Regions from separate parts of the Mus musculus genome. Here region 1 is linked to region 2. A link is a contact called in public Hi-C data. All regions are on one chromosome and are shown on one strand. The core of a region is the stretch at or near the end of the contact, and the rest is flanking DNA. Distances in the headings are between cores, read along the strand shown. Region 1 holds the start of Clec4a4 (C-type lectin domain family 4, member a4). Region 2 has its middle 18 kb from the start of Necap1.

Region 1 (2,763 bases), core at 233-2,732, 98 kb after region 2:
AAGAAACAGGATATGAGCTTTGCCTTCCCAATACTGTAGGCAGCTGAGAGAAAAGTGGGATCCCACACAATGGTGAGGTGTCGCAGACCCTCTGATCCCTATGTCTGCGTGGAACGGGTCTCTAGTCGCAGGTGGGCAAAGCATTGGATGATATGACAGACAGATGTACACAGGAGAGGTTGTGTAGAATCTGAATGTATTTGTCAGGTTGAGCATCAAACTTTTTATAGTACAGAAAATACAAGGGTCGGAAGTCACAGCAGGCAAGGTACATTGAAGTTACCAGGTACAAAACAAAGGAATGACTTTAAAAGGATTTACAGGAACCAGGTAAATGTTTACAGTAAAGATAAAGCAGTCCTGTCTAGGGTCAGCTTAGTGACAGGCAAGGATTTTACACTTTAGTGTTATACCTGTGAACCTTGTGAAGGCTAGCACCAGGGGGTTCTGCTCTTGGCAGACCTCAAGAATAATGTAATATCACAACCCACCTAATTTCCTAGGCCTTGCTAAATTCTTATATGAGTGTAACTTTTAAGTATCTGGAGAATCTCCAGTTGTCAGGAGAATATACCAACTTGCTTTTAATATTCAATGTAGCCTTACTGAAGATTTCTATCTTGGAGAGATTCTCTGGCTCTTTCTGCAGACCAGTTGAGCCACTGGCTCTGTCTATTGTAATGCTTAATTAGTTACTGAATAGGCTAACTTCCTTACTGCCTTCTCACAGGATTTTAAGCTCTGGCCGCTTCTGGGATCTTGGAACACTGGGGAGACTAACTATAACATAATTTAATCTTAAAAGGTATTTATAATAAAATATTAAAAGAGAGCTCATAGATCCATACACCAGACTAACGCAGGAATAGAGTATATGGATAAACTCCAGGAGGTGAGCTTCCTTGAAACTCTCTGCCTTGTGAGTGGCTTTTAGGCTTCACAGTCTGTCAAGCTGACTCGACTGAAGTGCGTGGCAGTGAGGGACAACGATCCTCTAGAATGTGATATCACAATTTGTTTCTTCAGTCAAAATCAATGTCATGTCTTAAGTGTTTGCCCATTTTGTCTGGTTTTCCTTAAAAAAAAGGAAAACTGGTTTGCATATAGAACTGCGCGAGTTTATGTTTGCTGTGTCTTAGGATAGAGTTCTCTAATAGCATGGTTCCTCTTTTCTTCTCCTTCCTATTTCTTTTCTTCCCCCTTTGAGTTCCCACTTTGCAGTCCTTGCATACCTCGCTGAGTGGGTTTGAGGGCTACAATTCTTATTTTCTTGTATTAAGAGGTTGGATTTCCCCTGTGTGACCTGAGTGATTCCGTGCTGTGGTTTCTTGTTCTCATGTGGTTTAACCTAGTGAGACATGCCTCTTCTTTCATACAATTGTGTGACATGACAACCTGTTGCTGCAATTGGTTCTCACATACTACAGAGCCTTAGAGAGAGAATGAGTTGTGCTTTCTGAGGGAGGCAGGTCTTTTCTTGAAATGGCTTCAGAAATCACTTATGCAGAAGTGAGGATCACGAATGAATCCGACTCCTTGGACACCTACTCAAAATGTCCTGCAGGTAAAACAAAACAAAAGGAAACAAAACCACCTTTCTGTACTTATGTAGACTGGAGGATAAAGGAATGGCCACTAGCAAAGTTAGGTGGTATTTGTGAATGATTCTTTGAGCGCTCCCATCTGGTATTTTACTGGAGTCTTAGTTGTTTAAACTATTTGTAGATCAACTTGAAGAGCTGGACAGTTTTATAGTGGGAAGGAAAAGCTTTCTCAGAATGTTTTTTGCTCTTGCCATTTACAGAAACTAAACCTTGAATCTTGCTGCATTTACTGCTCTATACAAATGAGCATAAATACATTTTTTTTCTGAAAATGAAGTCATATTGTTTAATAGTGATCTCTACCTTCTATGTTTGACAGTATTTTGTAACTTCATGAAAACTGTTTCTGTGTTGAGATTTTATCTTGAAGGAACTTTTTCATTTATACTATAGATCACAGAAGAACCTCTCACTTGATGGCTAGTTGCTGTGCCACTAAATTGTACCTTCCTCCATGAAGTTTCCAGCCATGTGGTGGTGGCTAGCAGACAGACATTATGCTAAAGTGATGGACTATGAATAGAAATATTTATCTGTTATTGTATATGTGTCTTTAATATTTTGGCAGTTTGGAAGTTATTTATGTATACAGTGCTGAATCTATAATAAAGAACACTAAGAAAACATAGTGAAATGAAAATGTATTTACAATACTAATGTAAAGAAAAGTTGTAGGCCAGGTGGCACTATTTATGTTGGGTCATCATGCAGGAAAACACTTTATATGCACATACTTTAAGATTTACTGCAAGGGCCAGGATTGGCCTAATTCCAGCACTGAGGAGGCAGAGGCAGGAGGATCACTGAAGATTTGAGCCCAGTCTGGTCTACATAATGAGTTGCAGACCATCCAGTACTACACAGTGAGATCCTACCTCATTACACTTCCCTTCACACACACACACACACACACACACACACACACACACACACACACACACACACCTCCATGAAAGGCTATGAACCAAGTATTTTCATATATATATATATATATATATATATATATATATATATATATATATATATGTACATATATATACATATATACACATATATATGTATATACACACACATATATATTTTTCAGATCTCAAAATATTAATATCAGTTATTTCAACAGTGTAAGTTTGTGCTTTTATTTTTCTGTTACTTGAAATGT
Region 2 (2,721 bases), core at 158-2,657:
AAAGCTTCAGGTCTCTTGGAGTTGGAGTTGCAGGTTCTTGTGACTTCCCTGACATGGGTAATCTCAGGTTCTGTAAAGGCAGTGGGCACTCTTAGCTGCTGAGCTATCTTTCCAGCCGTTAAAAAAAAAAAACAACTTTGACTAAAATAATATTCTTTTTGACATGTGATGTATGCCTCTGTGTTGGGAGCATTCATCGAAGACTACTCACTTAAGACATGGGTTTAAGCCAACAGAAAGTCTTTTATTAGCCAGCTGGTAACTACACTGGATGTTCAGAATAAGAACACATTCTGGGTTGACATACTACAGTTACCACGAACAGCTAGCCAGAAATGGAACTACAGGAGCCGAAAAGCGAGGTTAGTACATCTAGAGACTTTCCCAGAACTATGGACTTTGAAGGATTCGGTCTTTGTTTTTATTTTGGCAGGTGGTGCTGCCCGTGTGCTGGGTTCCAAGGCCTGAATGGTGCTTCCATCATGGAGTCAGTTGTGCTAAGGTCTGAGGGCCTGTTGTTACATGTGTGTGTGTGTGTGCTTGTGTATGAGAGCACAGAGGCCAAAGGAAGATTTGGGGTACCCTGCTCTGCCACACTCAGGCTTATTCCCTTGAGACAGGGTCTGTCAGTGAACGTGGGGCATGAACATGAGCAGTCCCAACCATCCTCTGTCTCCTTTCTCCTCCATGCTGCGGATGTAGGTGAGTGCCTTGCTTTTCTCCGTGGATGTTGGTGATCCACATTCATGCTGTACAGCCGGTGCTCTGACCTACTGAGCCATGTCCCCGGCCCTGAGATGACAAGATTGGAGAGAAGAGGGTGATGTTTATTTACTTTGTTGCTTTTGTTTGTTAGTTTGTTTTTGAGACAGGGTCTCTATAAATAGTCTTGGCTGTTGTGAAACTCACTATGTAGACCAAGCTGACCTCAAATTCGTAAAAGTTTGAGGATTAAAGCCTGGGATTAAAGGTTTGTTCCACCATGTCCTGCTACTTGTTGCTTGAAGCCTGGGATCTATATAGGCTTGTGTGCCTTCCCCTCCCTCCCTCCCTCCCTCCCTCCCTCATTCCCTCTCTTTCTCCTCCCTTTCCTAATTTCCTTTTAAAAGATACAAGATGAGGACAGAACATAATTATAAAACTGGAGTGAGCTTGTTTTGTTTGCATTTGAGCCAGAAGTAAAATGACTGTCCATTGTGAGCTCATGTTTTGTCTCATTCATCTAATAACAATATCACATTCTCAGAGGTGTTGTAAAAAAGACATACTACTTAGTGTTTTTTGTTTGCTTTTTAGTTTTTTTTTTTTTTTTCTTGTATTTTCTGATGCTATGCTATAGCCAGAAAGAGAAGTCATAGCAACACTTCTTATGGATGTTACATCTGGCCGTGCCTGTCACTGTGTGACCACTAGAGGGGGCCATCTCCCTAGCAATTGGTCTCTAGCATTCGGGACAATTGTAGGACTTGTTTCTTAGACTTGCTAATGAAGGGGACTCCAGAAAGAAAGACACAAAGATCATCTGAGGTCTTTTTTGTTTGTTTATTAGTTTGTTTGTGAGTGTGTGTGTGTTTTAAGACAGAATATCTCTACATAGCACTGGCTATCCTGGTACTCACTATGTAGACTAGGCTGGCTCTGAACTCACACTGATTAGCCTGCTTCTGCCCTTAAGTGTGCCACCACCACCAAGCTTGTTCTGTTTTGTTTTGTTTTTAGAGACAGGGTTTCTTTTTGCAGCCCTGGCTGTCCTGGAACTCAATCTGTAGAGCAGGCTGGCCTTGATTTACCTGCCAGGTGTACACCACCACACTTGGCTGCCTGGGGCCATTTACCCAGAGTTAGAGCTTTTACCCAAGCCAGAGTTTGCTGGGAGTGTAGAAGTAACAGATGCCTAATCAGATTGAAAATAAGGACCAGAATGGCAGTTTCAGACTTTATTCCTTAAGTAAACATTTGATGGGGGATATGCTTACTAATGACCTGTCACAGATCATGTGTAGTAGATTGTTAGTGGCCAGGATCATGGATTTGGGATGAGCTATTATAGCCTTTATATAAAAATTTTCCTGTCACTGGCTTCCAGACAAATTATTCAAGTTTGTTTCAGCTCCCTGGTAGGCAAAATGAGGGCCCTAGGACGTGATAGAGTTGCTGTGACTGTAAAGTGACGACTAGTCAAAGAGACTGTGATTAGTTTCTGTAGGTCTCTCCACCAACTGAAATAACTGAAGTGCACGGATGAGGATCTGGAATGTGAAGGCTCCACATAAGTGCGCACCTCTGCTACTAACCCTGCCGCCCACTCCTGCCCCCATGCGTGCACCTAGCGTTGACCATGTGTGGTCTTATCCAGGCTAGGAAATGGATGGTGAGTGTTAGGGCATGGCACTGTCCTATACCTGAGATAGGTACCCTCTAGGGTGTGGAGTGGAGGAGCCATTAAGTAAGGTAGAAATGGAGAGTAGACGACGCTGGGGAGAGAGAGCGAGCATAGGACAAGCATGGGGAGACTGAGTCAACCGTGAGGCCCACACTCTTGGTTCTGTGATTCCAAGTAGCCTCCTCTGTAGCCTTTGTATTATATATAATGCCCTTCAGAGAGTCAGAAACCCCAAACCAAGTGCAGCCCTGCTGTCTCTCTCTTGGGTCATTAGACCCTTGGCTCTGCATTAGCTCTGTTTTATATCTCAGAGAGAGATGTATCACGGAGCCTCTAAG

The links. A called contact is a pair of places that touch in the nucleus more often than the background predicts.
Region 1: a contact with region 2 is called in a Hi-C map of bone marrow-derived macrophages, with 58 read pairs. The contact joins the promoter of Clec4a4 here to the enhancer-like site in region 2. A contact is called at or near these places in 1 of 39 promoter capture datasets (macrophages), 4 of 15 datasets of contacts at CTCF or cohesin (embryonic stem cells, pro-B cells and stem cell-derived epiblast-like cells), 11 of 484 Hi-C or Micro-C datasets (the CH12 cell line, LSK cells, bone marrow-derived macrophages and 5 more), 7 of 115 datasets of contacts at active chromatin or transcription factors (embryonic stem cells and microglia) and 4 of 9 other capture datasets (adipose tissue, embryonic stem cells, liver and 1 more).

Annotation. Positions count from the first base shown.
Region 1 is chr6:122,988,885-122,991,647 of GRCm38.p6, forward strand. Clec4a4 (C-type lectin domain family 4, member a4) reads left to right here and starts at 1,483. Exons shown (of 6, transcript NM_001005860.2): 1 at 1,483-1,564. The coding sequence starts at 1,483.
Region 2 is chr6:122,891,219-122,893,939 of GRCm38.p6, forward strand. No RefSeq gene overlaps it. Among named protein-coding and RNA genes, the nearest start is that of Necap1, 18 kb to the left of the region's middle. Within about 2 kb of position 1,408, at least 6 of the 459 cell types and tissues checked have an H3K27ac peak or open chromatin away from gene starts, as enhancers often do. A contact at or near this core is called in bone marrow-derived macrophages, where this site is marked.